Linked DNA regions of Mus musculus: all the other regions are linked to region 1. A link is a contact called in public HiChIP or PLAC-seq and promoter capture Hi-C data. All regions are on one chromosome and are shown on one strand. Each heading gives the region's core, a stretch centred on a gene start, on an enhancer-like site or on the middle of the called end of the contact. The rest is flanking DNA. Distances are from core to core; before and after follow the strand shown.

Evidence for each region. Promoter capture Hi-C pulls out the DNA fragments that hold promoters and counts their contacts. HiChIP or PLAC-seq counts read pairs in DNA pulled down with a chosen protein or histone mark. Capture Hi-C pulls out chosen DNA fragments and counts their contacts.
Region 2: a promoter capture Hi-C map of adipose tissue shows a contact between it and region 1. The contact joins the promoter of Panx1 here to the promoter of Mre11a in region 1. A contact is called at or near these places in 10 of 39 promoter capture datasets (the C10 cell line, the HPC-7 cell line, HPC-7-derived erythroid cells and 8 more), 3 of 484 Hi-C or Micro-C datasets (B cells, bone marrow-derived macrophages and pre-B cells), 10 of 115 datasets of contacts at active chromatin or transcription factors (the 230-238 cell line, the HPC-7 cell line, the SCID.adh cell line and 7 more) and 4 of 9 other capture datasets (adipose tissue, liver, macrophages and 1 more).
Region 3: a contact with region 1 is called in an H3K27ac HiChIP or PLAC-seq map of embryonic stem cells, with 4 times the contacts expected there. The contact joins the promoter of Vstm5 here to the promoter of Mre11a in region 1. A contact is called at or near these places in 3 of 39 promoter capture datasets (the 3T3-L1 cell line, cranial neural crest and liver), 5 of 115 datasets of contacts at active chromatin or transcription factors (astrocytes, embryonic stem cells and extraembryonic endoderm stem cells) and 1 of 9 other capture datasets (adipose tissue).
Region 4: a promoter capture Hi-C map of Sertoli cells shows a contact between it and region 1, with 4 times the contacts expected there. The contact joins the enhancer-like site here to the promoter of Mre11a in region 1. A contact is called at or near these places in 14 of 39 promoter capture datasets (the 3T3-L1 cell line, 3T3-L1-derived adipocytes, the HPC-7 cell line and 9 more), 7 of 484 Hi-C or Micro-C datasets (the Ba/F3 cell line, adipose-derived mesenchymal stem cells, cerebellum and 3 more), 8 of 115 datasets of contacts at active chromatin or transcription factors (the 230-238 cell line, bone marrow-derived macrophages, embryonic limb bud and 3 more) and 1 of 9 other capture datasets (liver).

Annotation. Positions count from the first base shown.
Region 1 is chr9:14,779,393-14,786,337 of GRCm38.p6, reverse strand. It overlaps Mre11a (MRE11A homolog A, double strand break repair nuclease), which reads right to left and starts at 1,684. Exons shown (of 20, transcript NM_018736.3): 1 at 1,581-1,684; 2 at 810-907. The coding sequence starts at 829. Ankrd49 (ankyrin repeat domain 49) reads left to right here and starts at 1,765. Exons shown (of 3, transcript NM_019683.4): 1 at 1,765-1,818; 2 at 3,376-3,723; 3 at 4,727-6,718. The coding sequence starts at 3,469. The coding sequence ends at 5,188.
Region 2 is chr9:15,043,304-15,049,994 of GRCm38.p6, reverse strand. Panx1 (pannexin 1) reads left to right here and starts at 4,517. Exons shown (of 5, transcript NM_019482.2): 1 at 4,517-5,138. The coding sequence starts at 4,958.
Region 3 is chr9:15,234,837-15,242,028 of GRCm38.p6, reverse strand. Vstm5 (V-set and transmembrane domain containing 5) reads right to left here and starts at 2,984. Exons shown (of 4, transcript NM_026955.2): 1 at 2,671-2,984. The coding sequence starts at 2,758. It overlaps Gm51702 (a long non-coding RNA gene), which reads left to right. Exons shown (of 3, transcript XR_003948285.1): 3 at 1-946.
Region 4 is chr9:15,182,996-15,190,196 of GRCm38.p6, reverse strand. No RefSeq gene overlaps it. Among named protein-coding and RNA genes, the nearest start is that of Gm39293, 47 kb to the left of the region's middle. Within about 2 kb of position 1,401, at least 16 of the 459 cell types and tissues checked have an H3K27ac peak or open chromatin away from gene starts, as enhancers often do. A contact at or near this core is called in Sertoli cells, where this site is marked.

The DNA.
Region 1 (6,945 bases), core at 435-2,934:
TAACACCCATTTATACTTAGCATTAAGTTTAGTTCTTTATATCTCAGTCCCTGCAGAGAAAGAGGCAAGCATGGTCACTATCTCTAAAAAATAAGGCCAGACACAGAGATAGTAACTCGTTCATCACACAACCAGTTGCAGAAACAAGACTAAGGCAGTAAAAGTTAGGCTATTTTCACTCGTATAGTTAGTTCACTTTTGTATATAACTCCACAGATCAGAAACATCCACAATTGTATGCACGAAGCCCTGGGTAACCCACAAACTTCTCAGCTCCCACAGCTGTACCCTTCCACTCTCATTCAGACCTCAAAATTAACTGGAAAGGAGTATTATTAGTCTAGTTATGCAAATGAAAATAAAACCAGGCAAGCCAGAGAACTGCTGATCTTCCTAACATTAAACAGCTAATTTTGACCAAGAACTTGAAACCAGAGTGGAAGACACCACTCGTGTTCAAGGATTTTCTTCTGCCACCTGACTTCTATAGTCCTTTTATTTCTTTCCATTTTGTTCAAATTCACTTCAACTAGGGTAACTTACTCTAAAGGACTATTTATAGACTCGAGACTAAGACAAAGCCAGAGAGCATGAGCCTCCCTGCATGGCCATGTAATTACTGCAACACATTCATCTATTGCTCCACCTCATTATTTATTTATTTATTGCTAATAAGCATAAGTATGTGCTTTTAATTATGCATGACAGACGTTTTGGGGGATACTCTATCCATTATTAAATTCTGTTGCTGTTTATATTAAAATATCACTTTTCTCGTAAGGTCATCACAATTAATATGTCAGGCTTACAGTGGATCTGTGGGGCTCATTTTTATAGTAGAGTTCCTCTGTACCAGGTTCCTCTCCAAGTGTTCAGGTATGTCAGAAAAACCACTCGAATCCAAACTCTAAAAATAAATACCAAAATGCACATATTATAAAGGTTGCACATATTTCACTAACATGAGCTCAGTTGCAGGGTAGACTTTTTGAACAAGCGCTAGTGATTTTGAGAAAGTCCTATGTACGTCTTCAACACTTACTATAATTGTTTCATGACCTAAGAACAGAAAGCCACATCCTGAAGTGAAGTCCTAATTGCACTATCACTACTATTTCTCTACTATCTTCTTCATGAGATTGGTGTGTAGTAAACCCCTGGACAGGAAAAATGAAACGTAACTTTCTACGTGCATAATTTAAGCTGCTCCGCGCAGGACTTTGAATCAGAGGCCACCCCATACTCTTAACACTAACATGGGTTTTATGGGGCAGCCCACATTTAAAGACAGAATAAATAACCAACACATGGTCTAAGTGGAACACCTCGCATCCCCAGCTCGGCGAAGGCGGCGCTGCCACTACAGGAGACCTCCCACCCGCGGGACTCCGAGGCGGACTCCGAGGCGGAACGCAGAGCCCGCATCCCTCCATGCCCACCCGGCCCGTCTTCCCTAACGGCCCCACGCACTCGGGGCTTCCGTTCGCCCCGGACCCGCACGCTACAAGACCGTAGCAAAGCCTAAGTTACCCAACATGGACTTGTCAGAGTCGACCAGGGAGGCCACAAGCCATCTCTACCTCAGGAAAAGGGGGCGGGAGTCTCCAGAACCACAAGAAAACCGCTCCCAGAAACCTGAATTAGGCGCGGGAGAGCGGCATCCGTACTTCTCGCGAGATCCATTGATGACGTGACATCACAGAATGTCTAGATTCTCATTGGCTACAGAATGGCTCCGTCACCTCACAGGAGCCAATCCTGAGCAGCGAAGGGGCGAACCCGGAAAGGAAGTTCTCGGTGAGGTTCTCTCTGTGAAAGGTGAGGCGCGTGTCCGGAGCGGTGGGGCGGGCGGCTGTGGGCGGCCGGCCACCTCGCAGGTAGCATCGTGGCAGAGTCTTCGCTTTGCGATTCGGAAGGCCTCGCCTGCTAGACCAAAGACCTTTCTTCCCTGCTTCCCCTGACGATCGCCCCAGAAGCCTCGGTTTTGTGTTTTCAGAGAACCTTGAAGAAAGTGCAGTAGAAATGATTTGGAGCCTTGAGTTAGAGCAGACCCCCTCAGGACCTCAGAAGGGCCCGTGTACCGCAGCGACAGTGATCTGTCAGTACCCGAGCGCAGGCCTCTGAAATGGGGGGCTCCACCCAATGAGATGAGAACTGGAACAGTTGCTATCTCTCTCAAAATGGAGGGTTCCCTTTAAATTAGGAAATGCATCCTATTCCTCCATAATAGTATGCATCGAGCTTTATACCCAGAGTCGAGATACATTTGGGTTTGATTTTTTAATTAAGCATACCAAGACAATAAGTTAAGAATTAATATGAAGGAGTTTTCAGGTGTGGGAAGGGGGGCTGCGATCTGTGCCATATTTTGGTTAGTGACATCTGTTAAGCGCTTAATGAATTGGTGTATAGTAGCTTTTTAAAAAATGAGTTTGAAGTGAAAGGAAATATTGAAAATGTTAAGAAAATAGTTCTGATAGTTCTTTTAAAAAAGAAAAAAGAAAAACACAATGCTGCCAAAACCTTAACAAATCCCTTAATGGAGTTTATAGGCCCTAAGAAGTCATTGGTCATGATTCTGATACTCTTGTCACTAGTGATGAAGCTTAATTGGACAATGGAATATTAAACTTGAAATTAAGTAGAACAAATCTATGAGGAGTGTGTATAACTAAGTTCCTCTTAGAGGCCATTCAGAGCAAGATTAAATGATAGGTCTTAAGTTTAATGATACAAATAGTTCTTAATGCAGGTTACATACAAATGGCATAATAATCTGTGTTAAAGATGGCCTATCCTTAAAAGCTTAATAGCAAAACAATATAAGACATAGCACCTGAAATAATAAACATTAGATTCTAATTGGGTCAACAGAAAGAAGTGGTAACACTAACAATAGCAACAAAAAACTGCCAAATTCAACAAATATGGTTAAAAGATTGATGGTTTTCAAAGTAACTTCTCATTTTCTTTAAGGCTTATGTGCTAGGTAACTCTTGAAGTTGATGTCAGTGTATAAATTAATATGGCAGTTTATCAGAAGACTAATCTTTTAGGACTGGGTGAACTATGGTCCTCCTGTGTACTCACTGTCAGGACTCCATCAGTTTTAACATACCTAAATTAATAGATTAAAATTAAGATAGTTGTAGCCATTTACTTAGTAGAAGAAAGCATTTCTAAAAGGTAAAGACTATAAATGATCATAGATAGCAGAAATCTCTGAAATCTTATATTTAGTAAACTTAATGGATATGAGAAAACACCAAAGCCTTATGACATAGAATTTATCTGGCTTGTTTGTAAGGTTGTATCCGTGCTGTTAATAATATCTAGTTACTGCTGTGCTAACAACTGTTGTGTTTGTGTTTTCAGGTTAGAAAGAATCAAACAATGCAGACATAATTCATCTCCTTAAAGATTGCGCCCTAGTACTTGAAATGCTTTTTATTTAAAAGAGTAGTAAAAATGGAAAAAGAAAAAAAGGATGATGAAAAACCAGACCTGGAAAACTCTGTGGACTTTTCTGAACAGTTTAACCAGCTTGAATTGTTGAAAACTCATGGACACCTGATTCCCACTGGTACTCAGAGTCTCTGGGTAGGCAATTCTGATGAAGATGAAGAGCAAGAGGAAAAAAACGAAGAGTGGTACCAATTGCAAGAAAAAAAGATGGAAAAAGATCCAAGCAAATTGCTTCTTTGGGCTGCTGAAAAAAATCGGGTAAAAAAAAGAAACCATTACATAGTTGGAAAAGCATTTGGTTTGGAGCCCAAAGACCTACTCCTAAACATCTTATCTTTACCTTTTGGCACATTCCAACATTTTTGACCCTTTAATTTCTTGTCTTTAAAAATGGTAGCTTAATATTTTTCTCATTTATAGGAGTGCCACATGAAGTAGTGTATATGAAAGTGCACATTATGTTATAAGCTGGCTCTAGATGTTTGGGGGTAATTATAAACAGTCCTCTAATTAAATTACTAGGATCCTTCTACACGTCAGCATTACTGAGAACAAGTAAGATGGAGACTAACTTAGCTGCAACTCCACCAAGTGTCTTACTGCACTTGTTTACTCCCCACAGTCTTGCGAGGAGGCAAATGTCATCCAAAACACTCTCAGACTCAGTTCTTCCCACTTGACCATTTGTACTTAACTTTACTAAGTTCTCCCATATCCATGTTAGTAAGTCAAAACCAGAAGTGTTTTGCAGTGTATGATAGCTTTTCAATCCCAGAGCACAGTGTCCTCTGTCTGGTCCATAGACCAGCCCAGACATGGTGCACAGCAACATGAGAAGAAGATGTGCTCCTTAGTCTCTAGCTGGCTTCAACATCGCTTTATTCTGCTGTTAAAAGTAGTTTCATTTTTTATTTTCTGGTTCATATACCATGTCTATTGATACAATCTGATACAGGAAAATTAGGCTTGCTTTAGAGATGACATATAAACTATATAGATAAGCCCTTTGTTCATCTAGGGCCCAGGTATGGGACAGTAGGCATTTATTAGAGTAGGATAATGTGATAGCTTAGGGTGATAATCAGAGAATCAGATTCCCGCGTTGCTCCTGAGTGTAATGAGCTTTAACTTGCTCACTATTAATCAGTTACCCTCCTCCCCTAAAAGGGAATCTTAAAGTCTAAAGCCACTGGATGGTGTAATTATCTTTGTTCATTGTCTTTTTCAAGTTGAACGTTTAAAGTTCTCTTTTTTCCAATAGCTTGCTACAGTGCAGAGACTACTCTCTGAGAAGGCCGCTGAAGTGAACACTAGGGATGAAGATGAGTATACCCCTCTTCACCGAGCAGCCTACAGTGGGCATATAGATGTTGTTCGTGAGCTGGTGGCTAAGGGGGCAGATGTTCATGCAGTGACTGTGGATGGCTGGACACCACTGCATAGTGCTTGTAAGTGGAATAATACCAAGGTGGCCTCTTTCTTACTTCAGCATGATGCAGACATCAACGCCCAAACGAAAGGCCTTTTGACCCCTTTGCACCTTGCTGCTGGGAACAGAGACAGCAGAGACACTCTGGAACTCCTCCTGATGAATCGTTACATCAAACCAGAGCTGAAGAACAACTCACAAGAAACTGCTTCTGATATCGCCAGGAGGACAAGCATCTATCACTACCTCTTTGAAATTGCGGAAGGCTGTACAAACTCTTCACCTCCGTCTTAATGACTCTAGTAATTTTAAGTTTCAAAGTACCAGTGCCTCCCATGTGTGAGATGTAAAATATTCCCATGTACAGAGAAAAGATGTCTCACTACAGAAGTTCTGTTGTGCGCATCACAGCTTTCTTCCAAGTAAGCTGCCCGACCTTGATGTCACATGTATTTGAGAGGTATTTGGGTACATCTGTGGAGATTTCTGCAGTGTGTGGTTTTTATCAGAAATAATTTTGCAGGACACAGGTAATACAGAAACTAAGGATATTTTTTGGTGCTGATCCAAGAGAAAAGTATTTTTAAATATCCCGTACCCTGGGTCTTTGTTCAGTTTAGCACATTGACTTGTATTTTTATAAGCTAACTCCAAATTTTCATCTTTAACATACTGGTGCAGTTTAGCTGTCTTCTCTGCATCTCCAGTTTCTTTAATTCTAAACAAGAAACACTAAAAAATTCGTGTCTTAACATCTTTGTAAGTTTAAAAAAAGTAGTGGAATGTTTAGATGTTTTGTTTTTGAAGATGTAGGCCATTCTGAGAAAAGCAGTTGGGAGATGTTTAATCCTTGAATGTTTTACACTGCCTCCCCCACCACATTCATAACCCTGTGGACAGTCCTACCTCACCCTGGTCAACCCATGTGACCCTTACTGTTATGGCCAGACAGTGTCTCCATTTAGACATGCACAAAACTGTTTCTTGGTCCAAAAGATTAAAACTGCCCTCTGAAGTGTTCACCTTTCTCTCTTGCTGGATTAGGCATTACTCATAAGTTCCAGGAAATGTCCAGCACTATCCCCACGGCCCTCATTTTCTACAAGCCATGACAAAGGAAAAAGGACAAGGAATTCTAACAGTGAGGAATGATTGTCATATGGGACCAGAATATCATGTGGCTCAGGCTTTCTTAAAACAGAAAAAACAAAAACAAGCAACCAAACAAACAAATGAAAAAAACAAATCAAAACAAAAAAAAAAACCCTCATAGTATGGATAGTAACACAGAGTGTAAATATAAATAGAATACAAGTTTTGACAGGGCAGAAGGCAACTTGCATATAACTTCACCAGATCTATGGCACATTTGTTCAAATTACATTAACTTTTATCTTCTTGGTGCCTGCAACATAGTTTTTGATGGACTCTCAACCCCTGTATATTCCTGAGGGGTCTTCTGAACATGAGAACTTGAAACCTAGGAAAAGGACACTGAGGGCTCATTGTCAACTTTGAATTACCTAGTAAATACACCTTTAATATGTCTGGAAGGGAGTTTCTCAAAAAGTTTAACTGAAGAAAGGATGCATATCCAGATGTGGTTGGCACCATCACCTGGGCTCAAGTCCCAGATTAAATAAAGAGAAAACAAGCCAAGAACCAGTGTTTGTCTCTGTTTCCTCACTAGGTAGTGAACCAGCTACCTCACATATGCTGTTCCTTCCCCACCATGATGACTGTCTCTTAAGCCATATGATACGTTTTTCCTAAAGGCGTTTGTTTAAAGTGTTTGTTCACAGCAAGAAAAAAAAAAAGTAACACACAAAAACAGTTGTTCTTGTCAATATTTTTAATTGTCTATCATTTTTTAAATGACTAAGTCATTTTGGTTTTGGGCCAGCCCATGTAACTCATCTACTTTAGATTAGATAATAGTTGTTTAATCAAATGAATATGGAGCTAAAGAGATAAGCAGCAATGACTGCTCTTCTAGAGGACTCATACTCATTTTCCAGCACCCAAAGGGAAACTCCCAACCATCTGTAACT
Region 2 (6,691 bases), core at 3,268-5,767, 260 kb before region 1:
GTAGCCTAACGCAAGTGGTTTATAGAGTTTAGGTGAGGAGTGGGGCCATGTTCAGCTAGGAGCTGGGATTGTGTTCATACGTGGTCAAAAGCTGACCCCCTTGATTGGTTCCCTTGGGTGGGTTGTGGGAAATGCAGAGACAAGAGTGATGACGTGTTAGCCTGGAGGAGTTTCCTCCAAGTGGGCAGGGGAGGACAAGGTTAGGGGAAGGAGGGTATAAGTGGTTTTCCAGCTGTACAGGCAATGAGCAGGGGTTCTAGCCTAACAAAGACCACTGAAGTGAGACACTACTCTCCTGGCTTCTGGGGCAGAGGAAGGACCAAGAAATGCAAGGCACATAGCTGGAGAAACTGGAAAGGTCTCAGTTGCACAAGCAGGGTCTCCTGAGATGTCTGATCTCACCAACACCTTGACATTGATTTCAAACTTGACTGTACCAGAGCAGTAGAAGAAACAGGAGTCGCTGAGTTTGCCGTGTGCACTTGCAGCCCTTTTGCATCCACCCCCACAGTCTGAACTTCACCTGTATGCTAATTCAGAATGTGTTCTCCAACCTTGGCTTTGATCGCAGGTCCACAGGTTTGGCAGGGTCATTGCAGCAGCTCCCTGCACAAAGCCAATCTTGTCCCTTCCATCCACAAAGCTGTCTGCTGCTATGCTCCCCCAGATCTGATCAGGTCACTTCCTGGCGAGTACTATAACCTCTTCCATTATACTCCAGTGCTCCAGACTCTGGGTCTCTGTGGCCTGGTGAAGGCTGTGCCCACTTCTCCAGCTTCCTGGGTTCTCTGCTCCAGGAACTCCTGGGAGTTCTTGCCTCGTTCGGGCCTGTGCACACTCTCCTCTCCATGCCCTTTAATCTGTTCCCTTTGCCCTCTCTGCATTCCACTCCTTTGCCCTCTCCGCATCCCACTTTTCTCCCTTAGGGTTTCTGCTTTAGACAAGAGTTTCTCAGACTGCCTTTTCCAATGTGACCCCCCACTTCTGTTCTGTCCCATCTCCCGTCTTCTCCTTTGTAGCACGAATCAAAGCATGTAATTTCTGTCTGTTAGCTCGAGTTTTGTCTGCATCTTGGCTGGCGTGAAGGTTCCCTGGAAGTGAGACCTTCTGACCCGTACTGCTCGCTGCTGCACCTACAGTGCAGACATCATACAGTGCAGACATCATACAGTGCAGGGCAGTCGCTCAGCAAATAGTACGCCAGCGAGTACTTGAACATTCACACAGCGCAGCCAGTCTGGTGAGCTTGACTATTTTGGCTTTGACTGTTCTCATTGCTAAAGATCTTGAAATCAGATGGCAAGCATGGCAAGCAAGCAAAACCAAGTTTGGGGAGGCTGGCTGTAAGAGCAACCCCCCCCCCCCCATGGATCACTCTGTAGCCAAGAAGGGATCGGGGCAGGGAAGACTTGATGTCCCCAATGCTCCTTATAATTATCAGAAGGCAATGTCATAAAAAAATAAATAAAAACAGAGGACATGAGAAATGTGCCCCCCACCACATGCACAAATATTTCTGTAGTGGTTCATTATTGGAACCAATGCACAATTCTATTGCAAGATGGCACTGAAGAACTTGAATAGAGGAGTGTGGGTATATGAGAACTCTGAATCATTTATTTGCCCACATTTTCTGAAAATCTGAAAACAAACTAAAATCAAATTGAAATCTGGAGTTAGGGAGATGGTTCATTGGCAAAAGGATTGTCATACAAATATGAGGGCCTGTGTGCAGCAATGAAAGGAGCCGGGTATGTCACGTGGCCGTGAGGGCAGCTGGGGAGATAGGGGCAAGGGGGAACCTGCCACTCGCTGGCTAGCTTGTCTTGCTCCCCGAGCTAATGAGCTCCAGCTTCAGAGAGCAAGAGACCTTGTCTCAAAAATGAAATAAAAGAAAAGAAAAGAAAGTAAAATAAAGCCGGGTGTGGTGGCACATGCCTTTAACCCTAGTACTTGGGAGGCAGAGGCAGGCGGATTTCTGAGTTCGAGGCCAGCCTGGTCTACAGAGTAAGTTCCAGGACAGCCAGGGCTACACAGAGAAACCCTGTCTCGAAAAAAAAAGAAAGAAAGAAAGAAAGAAAGAAAGAAAGAAAGAAAGAAAGAGAGAGAAAGTAAAATAAAATAAGCTGGGGAGTGATAGAGGAATATTGCTCACATAGACCTCTGCTTTCCACACAGAGACAAACTTTACACTAAAACCTAGGGTCTATTTTGAAAAATAAAGTAAAACACTTTGGCCATGCTTTCACTTGACGTGTTAGAGTCCTGAGATTATTAATGGGAATGGTGTACAATTCAGGAAATGTTGTTAATAAAATAACACACCCTTATTTGATAGTCTTATGTAGCCCAGGATGCCCAAAATTCAGTGTGTAGCCATAAGTGACCTTGAGCTCTGGGCCTCCTGTCTTTACCTCTCAAGTGCTGGGACTGCCAATGTGTGTCACTACACTCCTCTGGTATTCCGTTGGATTCTAAGAACAATCTGAGGGGACCCTATCGAACCATCCTTATTTGGGTGACAGACCGAGGCTTAAGAAACGAACTTAGGCACTGGGCTCATGGCTTTTACCTTCTGTTTTCCTCCCAGGAATGTTGGCTCAAGCCAGAGATTTTTTTTTTTTTTGTCTGATTTTTTTTGAGTAAGGAAAATGGTTCCCTCAGCTCTCATACCCAGCTCTTGTACCCATTTGTTTCTACCATCGGTCGGAGGCTTTCTTTACTTCTCCTGCACACCTTGGAAGCCTCATTGCTTCAGCTCTCCTTCCACGCCCCTCCACACACTGTTGAAGAGCAAGGGCTTTAAAGCCCAACTCTGTACAGCACTTCCCTCTGCCACTCCCTACAAGTTCAGACTATGCTCCGGCCCCACCTTCCATCATTGACCCCACACCAGTGCCAGGCGTCTCTTCTTCCCAGTTCCCAACAGCTTCTCTTTATTCTCTCTTAAGCTCATCAGTCTTTGACTGATGTTTTAATGAACGAACAAAACTGCCAGGGTGGGGGAAGTTTATAAAACTACTGCGAGACCCAACCGAGAGCCTCAGAAGTCCATGTGTGATCACTGAACAGATACGCAACCCACTATCACCGGCCCGGCCCAGAGTGAGCTGGGTGTTAGAGAACTGGGGGCACCAAGAGAGTGCCTGACTCATCCCAACTAGGGGAGGGGTCATGCGAGGCTTCTCAAAGGGGCCATTTCTCCTCTTGGATGAGTTGATCTTGGCAGAAAGAGAAGAGAAACTGCGTGTGTGACTTACTGGTTCCTAGAAAATACTCAGGACAGTTCTGCCTGCCCCAAACAGACTCGTCCCCTCAGGCTGTGAAACCCAGTGTCACCTCAATCCCATGCCACATGCCTTTCGAGGAACAGACAGGAGTGGGAACTGGGTCACTTAAAAACCACTCAAGGTGAAAGAGATTCACTTAGGACCGTCTGAGTAAAATTAATTAAAGCATGCAAGTACCACTTTTATCTCCCAGCACTCCATAGCCATCTGGAGAAAGATTAGGAGGGTCTGGAGGATGCCTTCCTGTAAGCAGTTAGGGATGGGTGGGTAAATTGGGTGCTGGTTGCTGGCTGTGCAGGTGGGGAACGGTCAAGTCTGCCATATTTAGAAAAGAGAAGCACATCAATTCAGAATTGGTTGGCACAGCTGTCAAGAGTGATGGAAACTCTAAAAATGGAGTACCCGGCTTCTACTTTGGGTGCCAGCACCAACAACAATGGTTTGGGAAAGGTAGAAGACAGTAGTTGAGGTCTGAGAAAGGATTGTGTGAAGCATTGTCAGCACAGGACTGCGAAGGTCTCTGATGGTCTTTAGAGGTCCAGTATGTGGGCCTTGGAGTTACCCTACTCAGACCCCGCTGATGTACACAGCCCAGGGAAGGCGTCTATGCTTGGCACATTCACCTTCCAAGGCCGTTTGCCGTAAATGGTTGGAACATTTCTTGGATGCTTCATTGTCTACTGTAGGTGAGGTATTCAGAAGGAGCTCACCAACACCACATACACAGCAGTTGGCGCCTCAGGAACCATGACTACTGCTTTAGACAGGAAGGTAGAGGAAAGGGCAAAGGGCTGGGCATGCCCTCCCCTTACAGAACTCTGGAAAGATGCAGGCCCTCTCTACAATATACTTTCGGTCATCACCGCAAGATTATCTCGACCTTTTTCTGACACCCGTTGTTTTTGAAGGTTTTTTTTTTTGTTGTTGTTGTTGTTGTTGTTTTGTTTTGAACAGAACCCGGATTGCACCCTGGAGTGTGGCGCTGTGGTTGAAGCGCTTGTCTAGCGTGCAGAGTTGCACAAGACATTGGTTCATCTTCAGCATCAACGCTCTCAATGGTGGACAAGGCTTAGAAAGGGGCTAGCTCGTGCTCCGGGGAGGGAGGCTGTCAGCAGAAAGGAGTGCAAAACCACACACACACGGCTCTAGGGTCTTGTGCAGCCGCGCCCACCTCGCCCGCGTCAGCGCGCTTCCGGAAACTGCTCGCCCCTGGGAACCCGGTTTTCCCCGCGTAGGTTCCGGAAGAGCTCGGTTCTGTAGCCGAGCGCGCAGGGCGGGCGCGGGCAGCTGTAGCGAAGAGCTTTGTTCCCGGCACGTTGTTGCCCCTGCGCGCTCGGAGTGGCCGGAGGGAGTCCTGGTGTCGCGCGCGCCGGGCCCGCGGGGGCTTAGCACGGGAGTGATTGCTACCGCCGGAGCTCCGGGGCTCGTGCACCCTGCGTTGCTTGGGGCGGTCCCAGGCAGCTGCAGCTCCCGTGCGGTCCCTGCGGGGTAGGTGCAGCGACAGCCAAGGCGGTACAATGCTGGGCCCGCCCGGGAGCCCGGGAAGGGAAAGCGGAAGCCGCGCGCCCGGTCGGTGACCGCGCGGATTCGGCGTCTCGCCCCGGCTGCCGGCAGCACCGGCGCCTGCCCTCGGCTGCCCGTCCCGCGGCACCCGGTGCGCCTTGACCATGGCCATCGCCCACTTGGCCACGGAGTATGTGTTCTCGGACTTCTTGCTGAAGGAGCCCACCGAGCCCAAGTTCAAGGGGCTGCGACTGGAGCTGGCGGTGGACAAGATGGTCACATGTATTGCCGTGGGTCTACCTCTGCTGCTCATCTCGCTGGCCTTCGCTCAGGAGATCTCCATCGGTGAGGCCAGGGGCGCAGGGGCAGTCTGGGCTAGGCTGGCATTGTCTGAGGTTGGTTGCTGAGAAATTTCACCGCACGCAGCTGGCATTTCCGCACGCCCCTCCTAATGTAGCGATTCTGAAGCATTATTCGTCCATGTGTAACCTGGGTACCTCTGTTGACTTTCCTAGTATCCTCTTTCCAGTTCCTTTGTCTCCTGCGCCTCATTATTGTGGCTTGGAGTTACATTCAGCCTGTTGCTGCGAGACGTGCCAAAAACTGCTCTCCCTACTCCTCTCTCCAGTAATTGTACAGTCACCTATAATTTCCTGAGTGGGTCCAGGGAGGATGTAAAGACAAGCGTTCCACATACAGGGTGCTGTTTCACTGTCTTGCCTTTAAATGATACTTGAGTTCTGTCTTAGGGTTATGTGTGCTGGGGATTAACTGCCCCTGGAGGCAGGAGACGTCCTCAACCTAAGCCTTGCAATGAATGAAAGATGAAGAAATGACCCAATCCCCTTCATATAAGCTCTCATTTCGCCCTAATAGTTTAGTGCAATTCCAAAGGCTAGCGTTGTGGGCAAGATCATGATGCAGAGTGAGTGGTCCTATTTATCCTAACTTTTATAACCTGAGTGAGGGTGTGAATTGCAGCTAAGTAGCATAGCAGGTGGGGCAGGACCTGGAGGAACACCTGTGTCAGGTGTGGGTAGCCCCAGATGAGACTGTTCAAGATTTTGAGATGAGACTTACATGTTCCCCGAAAGGAAGCTCAAAGCGCTGTGTCAGCCAAGAGTAGAGGGCTTCCTCTGGGAAGCTGAGGGTATATGGGCCTGGGTCAGATTACTACAGAAAGCACATGCTCACTCACCTGGGATTGGGAGGCTGTTGACAGACAGGCTGACAGCAGCATTCAGTGAGTCATAGTGAGGGCACATAGCTTCTGGATGTAGGAGGGGCTTCTGGATGTAGGAGGGGCTTCTGGATGTAGGAGGGGCTTCTGGATGTAGGAGGGGCTTCTGGATGTAGGAGGGGCTTCTGGATGTAGGAGGGGCTTCTGGATGTAGGAGGGGCTTCTGGATGTAGGAGGAGGGGAGAGCTGGACCTGCCCTGGGGCATGCAGGTGAGAGGGCTTCTGCATGGATGAGGGGTGAGCGGAGGAAGGAAGATGGGTCCCCTGAGGGATGAGGGAGGGGCTACAGAAAGCTGCTTGGCACCTAGATTCTAACAGACCTTGGAGAGAAGAGGGTATTCCTGCATGAGCAGGCTGGTGGGACCTGGAATTGAGGTAAGCTTGGTTAGGAAAGGCCTGGCGTGTGTAGTCTGTACCATGTATGGCTGAGTTGGTCAGGGTGGCAGAAAGTTGCTGAAGTAATGGTGCAAAGTTAGTTTTCTATGTTCCTGGTTCTTGGGATGAAAGGAAAACCAGGTCCCAATGATAGTTTCTGCCTTCTAGCTGTGGACTGAACCAGATGCCAGGCATCAAGTCCCCAAGAATAAATGTCCCTGTGCTGAAGAAGCAAGTCTTGGACACCTGGTGCAGGCAGAGGGACGACAGGGAAGAGCTGATC
Region 3 (7,192 bases), core at 1,735-4,234, 450 kb before region 1:
CCACCATGCCCAGCTCAATTTCTCATTTCCTCTTGGATTTGCTATGAGCAGCCAGGAGTGAGAAAGCCCCTTCTCCAACACTTTGGTTAGAAATCTCCTCAGCTAAATAAGCAGCCGCCCCACTCTCGACTTCTACCTTCCTCAGAACACTGACGCACAAAGGCAGCTCAGCCCGGATCTTCACTACTGCACAGGAATTTCCTCCGCACTGTCCAAGAACACTCCTTATTTCTCTGTAAGACCTCACCTGAACCTCCCTTCCAACCCACGTTTCTAGTATACTGAAAACTTCTCCAGCTCCACCCAGTAACTGGCTCTACAGCGCCATCTACAGCTCTACATGCTCATGACACTAGCTCCGCACTTGGCAGTACAAGTTGTCTAGTGTGGGCTGCAGTTAAGAGTCTATGGACTGGATGACTGAAGTGCGGGGGTTTATTTTCCCCTCTCAGTCTTGGAGGACAGGAAGTGCAAGATCCAACGTATTTAATACAGACCCCCCAATACATCTATAGTCATACTATATTTTAATTTAAAATTATTTTTACATTTACTTATTTACTTGTGTGCATCCTATTTGTGTGTGTGTGCCTGGGTGCATGGACTCTGTGGAGGTCCCTGGATAAACTTACAGGAGCCAGTCCGCTCTCCTCACCTTGTGAGTCCCAGTACCTTTGCCTGCTGAGTGCTCTCACTGGCAAGACATTTATAGTTAAGCGAACACCCTCTTCCTGGCTTATTAAATTGTTCACTGTGTCCCCACCAGCAGAGAAAGAGTTCTGAGTTCTCTTTGATAAGGACACTAGTCTCACCACAGTGGGGACTAACGCCACATCAGAGGTTTCAACCAATGCATCTGGGGGATATATTTAGTCCCTAACACCACCATTGAGAGAGCAAACGCTTCCAAATACAGGAATCTTGTGTTTGGGGACATGTTGTAACACAGGCTTTTTTTTTTTTTTTTTTTTTTTTTTTTTTGAAGGCAGCTTCTTGCTCTCACTTTCTTCCTTCTTTTATATTATTTATGGTTTCTTGTTAACCGTGCTAGGTGCCAAGCACAGGGCCTTGTTCATGCTAGAAAAGAGTTGCCATTGAGTTATACCCCAGCCTTTGGCAGAAGCTGAGGAGGCAGAGGATGCAGGGAGCTGGTGAGGAGAGGAGAGGCCCTCTCCACATTGCTGGGTTGGCCTCCAGCACAGGCCCCCTCCAAGCAGGCTCACACCCACTCGGCATTTGGGAAGAGCTGCTCCTGGTTGGAGAGGGGCAGACTCAGGGCTCATCAGAGCGGACAGTACTGACCTGCCTGGTGACAGCCGGGCAGGAGACAGTCACCAGGTGACACAGACTTTCACCTACTCCTCAGGCTTACATGTCACACTGTCATGGTGGCTCCCATCTAACTGCTAGGACCAGGTAAGTGTGGGTTCCTTTGCAGAGAGTCCTCTGGTTTCCCAAATCTGGGTTCTAAGTGTTCCCAGAAGGCAGCACCTACCTCCTTCAAAGGCCACGTCAAAGGAAAAATTGTTAACCACTGTATCCTACTGTGGCCTGCTTCCTGCAGGGAGAAGTCAGGCTCTGGATATTACCCTCTGAACATCACAGACAGACGGCTGTACCAAGAGCAAGAATGGTGACAAGAAACTTGTACTTGGGAAAACAACGGGAAAGATCACTGTCAAGATTCCTACCTGATGGATTAACAAGGGGCTAAGTCCAGGCCCCCCAGCGGCAGAAGCCACAGCCCAGCCATCTCAGCCCAGTCTTACTGAGTCTTACAAATACAAAGGCTGGTCTCCAAGAAAAGACCTAGAAGCTGTTTGAGCCTTGGCTTCACCGCACGCTAGGTAGGTAGTCACCTTCCCTGAGCAGTGTTGCCTTCCCGTGCCTCAGTTGCAGCACTTGTAGAACACAGAAAAAGAGGCTCTCATTTCATATGGGCTAAATGGTTAGGAAGTTTGTGGATCCCAAGAATCTGTGAACAAAGGCGCTTGATGAAGATCTGCTTTCCCCACCAGCCCTCTTAACTCCAGCCACCCGTCTCTGGCTTCTCTAAACCTCCATGAACTGACCCATAAGATGGTAATGGTAATAATGTTAGTCCTTGAACAAGAAGAGAATTGCACTATAATCTTTCGTGTCTATAGATGATGTTCAATGTGTACCACATTCTGACTCACCATTCTAGTGCTGCCTCACAGGGCACCTTCTCTGGTCTCATGCTCCAGTGAACCCCACGACCTCTTTTCCTGAGCCCCAGGCTACCTGGAAGTCTGCTGCATGTTAAGGGAGATCCATAGGACCCAGGAAACCCAAGGAGGGTCTACCACCAGAGAGTGACAGTGAGCACCCTGGGGTTTGCAGCCTGGTTATTTTCAGAAAGAAAATAAAAATTGCTGCCCAGGAGGCCAGGGCCCGGCAGGGAGCGAGTTATCTCCAGGACGGCTTCCTGCTTTGACAGCAGCAGCCACAGCGGCCCAGAGCACTGAGAGAGCCTTGGCTCGGCCTAGGACTCTCCAGCTGCGCCCCGCCAGCTTAGAGGCGGTGAAATGAGACTAGCCCGCATCACCTTGGCCTCCCGACAGCACCATAGGGGACGTTCCTTCCAGCGATGTTCTTCCCACCCTCCATGTTGCTCCCACCTACGAGGTCTCCCAATCAGGCACTTACTCTGCAGACAGCGGGCAGCAGTCACCCAGAACGCGAGCAGCCCCAGCGGGATGCCTTGGGTCCTCTCCCCGCACCGCAGTGGTCTCATGAGCGAGCCGCGGGCTGTATAGAACCCCGCATGGGCCTCGGGGAGGTGGCCGGTCCAATGCTCGCCCTCAGCAGCGCCCCGCAGCGTAGCGCGCCAGCCTAGCCTCCCAAGCCTTGGCTCTGCTGCTCTGCTTGCAACTCAGCACGTCTCAGCTCCTGCAGCTGCTCCGCCAGAGGCAGATGAGCAGGTTGTACTCTGGTTCAACCAGTTCCCAGGACAGAGGGAAGAAAGGAGGAAGGGAAGAGGGAGGGAGGAGTGAAAGAACGGAGGACTATAAATATGCAAAGATATGGGGTAATGGGAAGGCACGCACTCAGAGGCACTAATGGCAAATAATGAGCAATTTCCTGAGGGTCACACCCACTTTATCAATTCAAGGTTCAGTGCAGGGAGGTGACTGGGGGGAGGGCTAGTGCTAGCTGCTGTTCAAGGGTCCAAAAAGACAATTTGAGGACTTCATGGGCAAGTGGGAGGCTTTTAGGAAAGCCAAGTGACAGCCTGGGGTGTGAGGAGTGAGGGGAAACAGATAGGGTGACTCAGGCTGGCTCTGTGGAGTAGATGCAGTTATGCTCCATCCATCCATCCATCCATCCATCCATCCATCCGTCCGTCCGTCCGTCCGTCCGTCCATCCATCCATCCGTCCGTCCGTCCGTCCATCCGTCCGACTATCCATCCATCCGGCCAGTTACTCAGCCAGCCAGGAAAGGATTCTGAAAGCTGCGTTCTGTCTGGGACCTGGCTCAGGTGGGCGTTCCACCACAGGACAGTGTTGGAATGATGCCTGAGCTACACTTAGAGACACAACCACACTGATTTGCAGAGCCCCTAGAGGTGGCCCTCCTGTAATCTCAGCACTCTGGAATCCTCAGGAGTGACTAGGTACTTTAGGAATCCTAGCAAGGGGTGGGGCCTGCAAACAATGACCAACTGCTATATAGTCTGCTGTTAAATGAAGAACCAGGATGCTGTAAGACTCAAAGCAGCTGGACTCAAAGGGGGATGTGGTGATGTGTAAAGATGTGGAAGTCGGGGAAACTAAAACTGGCCCAAGCTAGTTGTGGCAGTATGGTTTACTTCGTCAGAGCTAGATCTTCTTACTAGGGAATAAGATTCCGAGCAAACAGCAGTGATACTTAAAAGGGAAGTCTACTCGGGAGGGCGGCTCTGGAAAAGATTCTGCTTTCCTGGGGAAAGGATAGAAAGGGCGGTGGCTGCTTGCTGTGTAGCCGTTTCCTTCCAGCTGAGACACTCTTTCCTGAAAGGAGGAGGCAGCTCACAAAGCACAAGCCACTCAAAGGATTCAGGGCACTAGGGCACTTAGAGAACTCTTGGAGTATGCCATTGCCAGGGAGAGGAGACTCTTCCACAGAGCTGCAAGTTGTAGAGGGAGCCCCAGTGATGGGCTGGGCTGGGCTTCTCTGTAATGCAGCCGCTGGAATCACCCATGTTCCTGACCCTTGCTAATGTAACCTTAATACACTCATTGTTCTGAGCTGGAGAGAAGTAGTCTTTCCAGGAAACGCTTCACAGCTCTCCTCCTGCCTCGAAGACATTCCTTCTCCTTAGATCTGGAGCTCTTGACATATTTCGTGAAATTTCAAGTGAGGACAAATCTCGCTAGGTGAGGATGGAGGAACAGAAAGACAGGAAGTGCCAGGAGACAGCGGTGTGTAGCATGCTCTCCCAGGAGACCATGGGATGTAGCACGCCCTACTGTGATCTGGCTCTTGGGGGGGGTTGTATCTGCAGTAAGACTCTGGGTGGGATGAATGCTGGGGCTCAGCTTGCATTCTCCTTTCTGTTTAGTACAGGATTCTCACCCACGGGATGGTGTCCCTCAAAGTTAACGTAGGCCTTCCTACCCCAATTAACCAGATTTAGATAATCTCTCACAGGTGTGCCAAAGGACGTCTTTCCCAGGTGACTCTAGAACCATTAAGTTGGTCATTTTAACCATCACACACACATTCTGGTGAGAACAAGAATGGTCTACCCTGGAACTGCACTCACAGTGTCCTCTTTATTGGCTATCATTGGCTCATGGGTAAAAAGATGAGACCATTGGGGACTCCCTGGGAGTGGCATGTGGCCATTGCTGGGATTGCTAAAGCAGAGGACATGAACCTACAGGTATTACCACCCATGCCTGTCACACAAGAAGTCCTGGACTCATAATGAAGCTAAGTCAGGTATGGTGAATTAAGAAGCTGAGGAAGAAGGAAACCAAGTTTGAGGCTAGCCTGGGCTACGTAGCAAGGCTCTCTTTCAAAAATAAAAATATTTTAAAAGTCAAAAGAATGAAGCTAAGATGAGACAAACTGGGCCGGGACCCAGGGAGAGAAGCAGATACAGTGTGTGCTCTGGGGTTTGAACTCTCACTTTCCCCAGTAGCTTGAACTGGATTTCTGTGACATAAAGCTAATGTTGGTTGAAAGACAGGACATTACAATTAGGGGGAATATATTCAAGACATCTACTTACTGCACAGCACGGAAATGATAATTAATGACGAAATGTGTTGAGTGAACGCTGAGTGGAAGAAGGCTCGCAAGTGATGACCATCTGACCTGTGCTACTTTATTCAGCTCCGTATTCACACTGTGCTGACACTGTGTACACATACTTTAACATACTAGGTCATGCACAATAATTACTATCTGTCAATTTAAAATAAAATAAAGTGTGTGTGTGTGTGTGTGTGTATGTGTGTGTGTGTGTGTGTGTGTAAGCCAAAAGTCAAGGGCAAGAGCTTCTGTGGCCTTTCTCCACCTTATTTTTGAGACCAGCTTTCCCACTGACCTGAGAGCTCACTGACTTGCTGCCCTGGGTAGTCAGAAGTCCTCACCGTCCTCCTGTCTCTGTGTCTCTGGTCCTGGGTTACTGATGTGCACTGCTATGGTTTGTTTGTTTGTTTGTTTAGTGCGGGTGCTGGGGATCTGAACCCAGGCCTTCCTGCTTGCAAGGCAAGCATTTTACTGACTGTGGCTGAGCCATTTCCCAAGTCTGCCCAATCTAAAATCCCAGCCTTATAATTAGCATCCAAAGTGCTCGCCTAGGGGCTTTGCTTGAATGCTCCTCCTCCACCCAGTGCTGCTTTGTTGGAACCTCAGGAACCTAGGATGGAGCCTAAAGGTCACGAGGGTCAGACATTTGGCAGATACCAATACCAGTTTCTTGTCTTAGTTTCCTGGTCTGCTGTAATTTGAACAGTGTCCTCCACACAGGCTCCCTGGCATGAATGGAGCTGTCCTGCCCTGCCTTACCCTCTGTGACAGACTGGAGCCTTCTGAAAGTATAAGCCTGAATAAATCCCAGTCTACCAAGTTGTTTCTGTCAGATACTATGGTCACAGGATATAAGATTAATGAATATGTTTACAGTCAACAATCTCATACAGCCAAAGAGCCAATCATCTATTTTTAATCTATCCACATTTGGATAGATAGGGGCTGTGTAGGATGCAGTGGTAGACCCCTTGCCCAGGATCTTGAAGTGCTGAGTTTGATCTCAAGCACAGGATACAAAGCACACTAAAATGTTAGAAACATTTTTTTTAATTGAGAATAAGGGGACTTCTAAAATATTTCCAATTCCCACATCCTGTGCATTTACTGGTTAGCTCATCAAACATTTACCCAGCATGCCCTGAAGCTGGAAGTATTGTTACTCCAAAGATCAATGACGCATGGATCCAAGTCCCAAGGGCTTCACACACTGATGGAGATTCAATGGCCCAAATCAAGAGAGGCCTCCAGGTCCATGGTCCCTTTTCTGTGGAGCCCAAGGTTAAAAGGAAACACTTGTTTTCCTCACTGCCATTAACCTGGCAGCTGATATGTGGTAGGCACAAAATGACTGCTTGTCAAGTGAATGTATGAACCAGGAAGTCTGAAGCATGAGAAACACATATTAGAAGGAGTAATCTCTTGAGATAAAAAGCTGGTAGAAAGATTCAATAACACTCTGAAAGCCTGCTCTGACTGGCCACTTAACTCTCTGGTTGTGTGGACCTCTGTGCATCCAGCAACTGTTAGAGAAAGGCGCCGTGGTCCAGGCTCCACCCCATTCAGATGTTCTGGGAATGGGGTTGCATGACTTATTTGCCTTGTTGCTGAGACAAAACATCTGACAACACAACTTAAGGAAGAAGAGTCAATTCTGACTCACAGTTCAAGGGCATCATTCTACCACTGCTGTTGGAGCATGGTCCAAGAATGGAGTCCTGTGAGGAGATTTCTGAGTGCTTCTGAGAAAACTCGAAGAAACCAAGACAAGAATCTTGTGACCTTGAATTGTTCTTGGAATGTGCTTTTGTGCCCCTCCAAGGGGTAGCAGATAGGAGTGAGTTCCCATCAGATTGTTATTTGTGTATATGCCTCTATTGAGAAACATGTTTCTTCCACTTGAAGCTTGCCCTCGTGATTATATAAAC
Region 4 (7,201 bases), core at 152-2,651, 400 kb before region 1:
TTTAGACAGAATGCTAATGAAAAGGTCAGGTCAGGAACTTTGGGAGGGTCATGGAACACTTGCCCCTCTGGAATGGAGAGGCTAATTACTCAGACCACAGGAAGGGAATGACCTGCAGGTGGGGCACATTCTGCAGGAGCAGGATGGACCTTGCCCACCTTCAGACAAGGAAAGTCCTTGCCACCTCATTCCCTAAAGACCAATCAGTTTAAAAAGTCACACTGTTCTGCCAGTCACATTGTGGCTAATGGCTGCTGCCCTGGAAGCTTTATAAAAAGCTCACTCAATGAGCTGCATGTGGTCACCACTGCACCGAAGGTGCAGGACGACCCCACACATTGGAACAATAAGTTCCTCTTGCTTTTTGCCTCGATTCTGGCTCAGCATGGTTCACTCAGGGGATCCCCAATAAGCTAAAGCTTGTCAGAGTCTTACACTAACAGGAACTACAAGCAGAAATCTGGATCAGGAACTAAGCAGACTGAAAGTGTGTGGCTATGGTTATTCCTGTAAGTGGATCATTTGATTCTAGAGCACACTTTTCCAAAAGAAAAGTATACACAGATTAACTTACCATATCTGTTCCGGTTTAAACCGGAAGTAAAGCTGAAACACTTGCTGAATGTAACTGGAGATGACAACTGACTGCTGACTGGCTTCCTAGGCCTACTTTCTTTCCCCAGGACTACCTGCCAGGCATGACCCCACCCACAATGGGCTGGGCTCTCACATCAATCACTAAGGCAATGCCACGTAGGCCTGCCTACAGGGTGATGTTTTGGAGACATTTTGTCAATTGTGGTTCCCTCTTCTTAGATAATTCTACCTGTGTCCCTGACAAAAATCCCAACAGGAACTGTGTCTCTGTCTGGCCAGTGCTACATAATCCTCCACAGCTGCTTCTCTCAGCTTCTTTCTCTTCCTCAGTGTGAAGTACAGGTGGTAGGGCTGGACCGCATCTCTGACTTTAAATGTGTTTGAAGGCATGTTCTAATCTGAATACAAAGCATCATCTGCCTTGACTTCTCTGAGGCCCACAGAGGGAGCTCATGTTGTGCCCAGATTGTAAAAACTCCAAAGAGATCACCAGGAGTCACAACCCGCTGTAATCACATGAGGGTCTTTATTCAAGCTCGAGCTTGGGCCACCAACCTTTCTGATGGAACATGAAGGAGAGTGAACCCCCAGGTCTAAGTGAAGGGCGTTTATAAAGGAAAAACAAATCACAAGCAGGGCTTTCAAGCCTTGGCATTCCATGAGAGGCATTCCATGAGAATTAAAGGAATGCTGTCCTTCAAACCTGATAACGTTTGTTCAGACAGCGGGGCAGAAAGAACCGTGCAGCTGGAGAGGGACCTTCCTGACCTGGGAAAAGTCACTCATTGTGTTATCAGAAGCTAGTGTATTTTACAACCTGGTCTCAGCTGTCTGGGAACACTTAGTTGTCTTTTCCCCATAGTCCAAGAGTGGGCTTTTATCCCTTCAAGGATATTGGCTCCTGCTTCTTTCAAGGGCAGGAGCCATCTGCACTGGAGAAATTCTGGTTGCTAATCAGGGGAGGATAGGTTGCCTTTCATTTGTTCCCAAGGTTGGCGTCTTCTGGCGGGGAGGGAGGTCAGGGGGAAAGGGGACAGACTCAAACTGTTCTGGCTCTGCGCAGGGACTGGAGAGTGCAGGATTTGATACACAGAGACTGGGTAGGGGTGAGGTGGGGGTGGGGCAGTTTTCTAGTGTCTCTTTATTGAGATCAGCAGCAACGGCTGCTCAGGATGTGCTGCTGTTGTGTGGGTACCAGAGTGCCCAGGACTAGCCTATCTCTAAATGTTTTCTAGTTTAGACATAGGCTGTAACTTTTGGCTTGGGCAACATGGCAGTTATTTCCTGTGACCACCAGGACATCTAGATCTCGAACTCGAATCACAGCATTATTCTATATAACATACCACTGCTTACAGCGGTGACTTAGGGAGGTGCCTGGCTGAGAGCAGCCACTCTCTTCATTGCTTACTTTTCTATTGCCGATTAAACACTATGACCAGAAGAAACTGAAAGAAGAATGGATTTATTTGGTTTGTGATTCTGGAGAGATAGAGTCCATTATAGAAGTGAAGGGTAACAACAGGCAGGGTAAGGCAAGGCGCAGGAGCCAGGATGCTGTCTGGTCACACTTTCATTCACATACTGGAAGTAGGCAAGGGAGAGGGAGAAGGAGACAGACAGACAGACAGACAGACAAACAGACAGAGAGATACCTACACACACAAAGACACACACACACACACACACACACACACATATAAAACAAAAAGTGGGATAAGGCTGCCTATTGCTAAGGCCCACCTCCAATGATGCAGTCCCTCTGTCAAGGGCCTATAACTCAAAGGTTCCATAATCTCCCCAGATACCACGAACAACTGGGGACCAAGTGTTCAAACACGCAAGCCTGTGGGGGAGATTCCTCATTCAAACCACCACATTCCCTCATGTCAGACTCTCAGTTCCCCTACGTGGTTCTGCTTTTATCTTTGTTTTCTTTTCTTTTTGTGTGTACATTTGCCTTTTTAAAAAGCATTCATCATAGTTCATAAGGAAAGACTCTGAAACCCAAAGGGTGAAATAAGAGCTACGCTTGTTGATCCATTAATGCTTTCAATTAGAGCACCCAAACCCAGATAGACACGCAGTCAAAGGGGCATTCACCCGAAAATCATCCTGGGACAAATTAATAGCTACAATCAGAAGAAAAGTAGCTTTATGTTTGGATGTAAATGGACTGAGTAAGCACCCTGACATTAGGACTCTGCATTCAGCACTGTCATTATGTGTTAGTGTTATATGCTAGAAGATGGGAGGAGAGTAAAAGCCCAGAGTCCTCCTTAGAACTTACAGGCTTCAAGGCTGTCACCCTAGCCCTGGCAACTCCCGACTCCTCTCTACCATTCACAGTGCTACTTCAAGCAGTAGACTTTACCTTCTTCTCTTCTCTTCTCTTCTCTTCTCTTCTCTTCTCTTCTCTTCTCTTCTCTTCTCTTCTCTTCTCTTCTCTTCTCTTCTCTCCTCTCCTCTCCTCTCCTCTCCTCTCCTCTCCTCTCCTCTCCTCTCCTCTCCTCTCCTCTCCTCTCCTCTCCTCTCCTCTCCTCTACTTTCTTTTCCTTTTCTTTTTTTCTTTAGATAATTTGAGGAGTTTCATATCTGGGCATAAAATTATATTTTAAGTTTCTATTCACAATTGCCTGAGCCTACCCCACTCCTGTGTTACTGTTGGAAGTTGTGCTTTGAAGTCCTGTTTCCTTTTCTGCAAATCAAGCTTTCCTCCCTGGGAAGAGGTGATGAGGTATTTACAAAACACTTGTCAAAAACTTGGCATTTGAGGAGGTACACATTCAAAGCTAGCTGCTTCCTTTCCCTCCTTTAGTTGAGTCAAGAATGTGCTCTGAGCCAGGCATGGTGGTGCACACTTTTAATTCCACCACTTGGGAGGCAGTGGTAGGCAGATCTCTCTGAGTTCAAGGCCAGCCTGGTCTACAGAGCAAGTTCCAGGACAGCCAGGGCTACACAGAAAAACCTTGTCTCAAACAACAAACAACAAACAAAACCAAACCCTCTGTATCTGTAGTTGTGGACCCAGAAAAGAGCAGTGTGTTGACCATGGGCTCCTGCCATGACATCAGGCAGCAAACAGCGTCTTGAGAACCTGGTACCAGAAGGCCTGAAGTTTAGTCCTGGATCTGCCACTGGGTAGCCATGTGGCTTAATGCAGTTCACCTCATCAGTTTTCTCATGTTCACAAAAGCCAGGGCATCAGTGTTCCAGAGGGAGGCTGGTCTTTGCTTGCTGCTCCTCTGACTATCACACACAAGGGTCCTGTTTCTTCCATACCCTGGCTGGTTCAGATTGTGGCTGTGAGCTCCCAGGCTGGATAAAATTACTTATTTTAAAATTGTGTGTGTGTGTGTGTGTGTGTGTGTGTGTGTGAGAGAGAGAGAGAGAGAGAGAGAGAGGATGACTTTGAACCCCTGATCCTCCTTTCCTGTACCTTCCAAGCACCTGGGATTAGAGGTGTGTGTCACCACATCTGGCTCAGCATCTGTTCTTTTTTTTAAACAAAACAAAACAAAGATGTATATTTTATTTTTATGAATATGAGTTTTATGAATTGCTTGCATGCATGTAAGAGCACCACATGCATGCCTGGTACCTTTTGAGGCCAGAAGGGGTCGTGGTATTTCCTGGACCTGGAGTTACAGAGTTGTGAGCTTCTGTGCAGTGTTGAGATCAGGACCCAGGTTCTCTGCAAGAACATCCAGTGAGCTGCTTTGGGAGATGCACACAGTTTAGGGACAGAAGGAGGAAGAGGACACATACCTACTAGACATATTAGCTGAATCATCTCTGGCAAACATGGTGGTCTGTGTCACAGCCAGATCTCTTTTACATCTTTGTCACCCATTCTTTGTATGCGATTAGTCAGAGCTCCACTGAGGTTGAGTTCCAGTAAATGACTTTATCTCTGAGTCTTCATGGCCTCAAGCACTTGCTTCATGGGTAAGTGGTGAGCTTGGATATCTGTTTCCTGAAGTTCCTCATGGGTGTTTGATGCTCAGTAGTAGCTCTGTGACTGATGCTGTCATTATCACTAGAACATGAGGAAACGAAGCCTTCACGGTAATTTTCTCTGAGGTCATATGGTTATCATATGCCAACGATTCACATTCAGTCTTTCTGCCCTACTACAAACTCATGAGGCATAACGAGAGGGCAGAGAAATTTCAGGCTCTCATGATGAGCAGTCGACTTTGAAGGATGGTGGGGCTGACACTTCAGCTCTGAGGATGGAGGCCAGAGACCCTGTTCCAGTCTCACTCTGTCTCTCTGAACTGACTCATGAGGTGACTATCCTGCAGCCCTTGGAAGTTATCAAGGAACAAGGCCACCTTGCGGCCTCATAGATGGTTTTTTTGAAGGGCATGCCCAGCTAGCTCCTTAAGGGCTGGATATAAGAAATCATCAAGAACAGCAAAGTAATTAAGTCCTCAGACCCTGCTGCAAAGAGGCAATGTTGTGAGGCTGGGTTGGGAGAGAGAGATGGAGCAGTTCGCTGTCAGTGTTGGCTTTCCCATCACTGATCGGGAAGGGATTGAATCTAATGGGTGCTAACAAAGGAGCTTTGAAAATTTTGAGATGAGAAGATGCGAATGTTTCAAGTAGCTTTTTGGGTTCCCTCTGATCTGTGGCTGCAGTCAGGGAGGGAGGGTAGTGTCAGTCATACCCGCTGCTGGTGCTGTATTCCAGGTTGTATCCTTATTACCTAGTGTGATCTTCCCTGTGCAGAACCGGTGCTCTAAACATGTGTTTTCATTGACATAGGCATGGGTGGGTCTGATGCTGTTTTCGCTTCTTGGCTCCAGTCTTCCTTATTATAGTCACCTCTTCTGTTTATGTATGTGTGTGTACCACCATGCATGCCAGGTGCTTGTAGAGGCCAGAAAAAGGTGTCAGATCCCTGGGACTGGAGTTATGAATAGTTGTGAGCCACCAAATGGGTGCTGAGAATCAAACCTGGTTCCTGTACAAGAGCAACGAGTGCTCTAAATTACAAAGCCTTCTCTGCCGTTACTATATTGCTGCAGACATATTAATTCTCCACATTTCCCCCATAAACTAAGGATCAATACAGTAGTGGGAATGAGCAGTAAGAAGTGATATGGCAGGGGAGACGTTCATGGTGTTGGGAGGATCAGAGGTCCAGCCACAGCTGGGAGATCTCTCTGTTTTGATTAAGTAAAACTTTCCTGGTGAGATGGCTAGTGGTTAAGAGCACCGACTGCTCTTCCAAAGGTCCTGAGTTCAAATCCCAGCAACCACATGGTGGCTCACAACCATCTGTAACAAAAATCTGATGCCCTCTTCTGGAGTGTCTGAAGACAGCTACAGTGTGTACACATATAATAAATAAATAAATCTTAAAAAAAAACTTTCCCTGTTGTCTACTCCATATGGAATTTCTACCTTAGTCATTCTCAACTCATACAGCAAAGACTCCAGGGCACAGAGTGGTGGGTGCTGGGTAGTGGGCACTCAAATATCAGTTGCTTGAGTGAAGATTATGGGGTGTGTAACAGAACATGATAACTAGATGCTTCCTGGGTGAGTGGGGGGTGATATTTAGTTACTGGGTTTACAAACATATTCATAACTATAGTGATTCAGATAAAAAATAATTATAGGAGGCACTAAGTTCTATGGAGAACATTTGTAAAAAACTATTGATTACAAATTCAGCATCATTTCTAATAATTTCATTGTGGTGGTGTGTGTGCCCACATGTGCATGTGTGCTCATATGTGTGTAGGAGCATGGGCACATGCACATGGATATAAAATAGTAAGTGTCTCTCTTGATTGCTTTCCACCTTAGGTTTTGACACAGGGTGTCCCGCTGAACCTGGAGCTCACTGGTTCAGCTAGCTGGCTGGCGAGCAGGCCTCGGGATCTTCCTGTCTCTGCTCCGCTAGCCTTAGTATTATAGAACTATCATATTATATATATTACAGAACTATTAGGAGTGATAGCATGCATCTTTAGTCCCAGCACTCAGGAGACAAAGACAGGAAGATCACTGTGAGTTAGAGGCTAGCCTTGGCTTTTACATGGGTCCTGGTGATCTGAAGTGAGCCATGTCCTTAGATCCTGTCAAGTATTGAACTATCACCGATTAGCTTCACAACCGCCTTTTATACTAGACCCTGGGGATGGGAGTCACAGTTCTCTTTGTCAGTTTCTTCCTGGTGCTCTGCCAATAGGAGGTGCTAGGGAAGGCAGGAGGAGAGAAAGGGGCCACAGCCCTTCCAGCATTGTCAAGAATCATTAGGTAGCCCTGGGGCAGGGGCAGGGGTGGGTGGTGGAGGGGAGGGAGGGAGAGGAGAAAGAGAAAGGGGGTGGGGGGAGAAGAATACAGTTTCAAAACTTTTGCAAGATTGGCTTCCCAGCCACAATGTTCTTTGTCTAATCTGGTCAGTCAGTTTCTGTGGTCAGTGCCTCTTCCTTAGAATGACCCTCCTTCAAGTTCCCAGCTTCCAGTAATTTTGAAGTCTTCCACATGTTTCCAGCACTGTCCTCTGTGGCACTCTGACTTAGAGAGTCCCTCTTTCCTTTCCGTTCTGTCCCGTCAGGGCCAGCTTACCATTATTTGTGTTATGTTC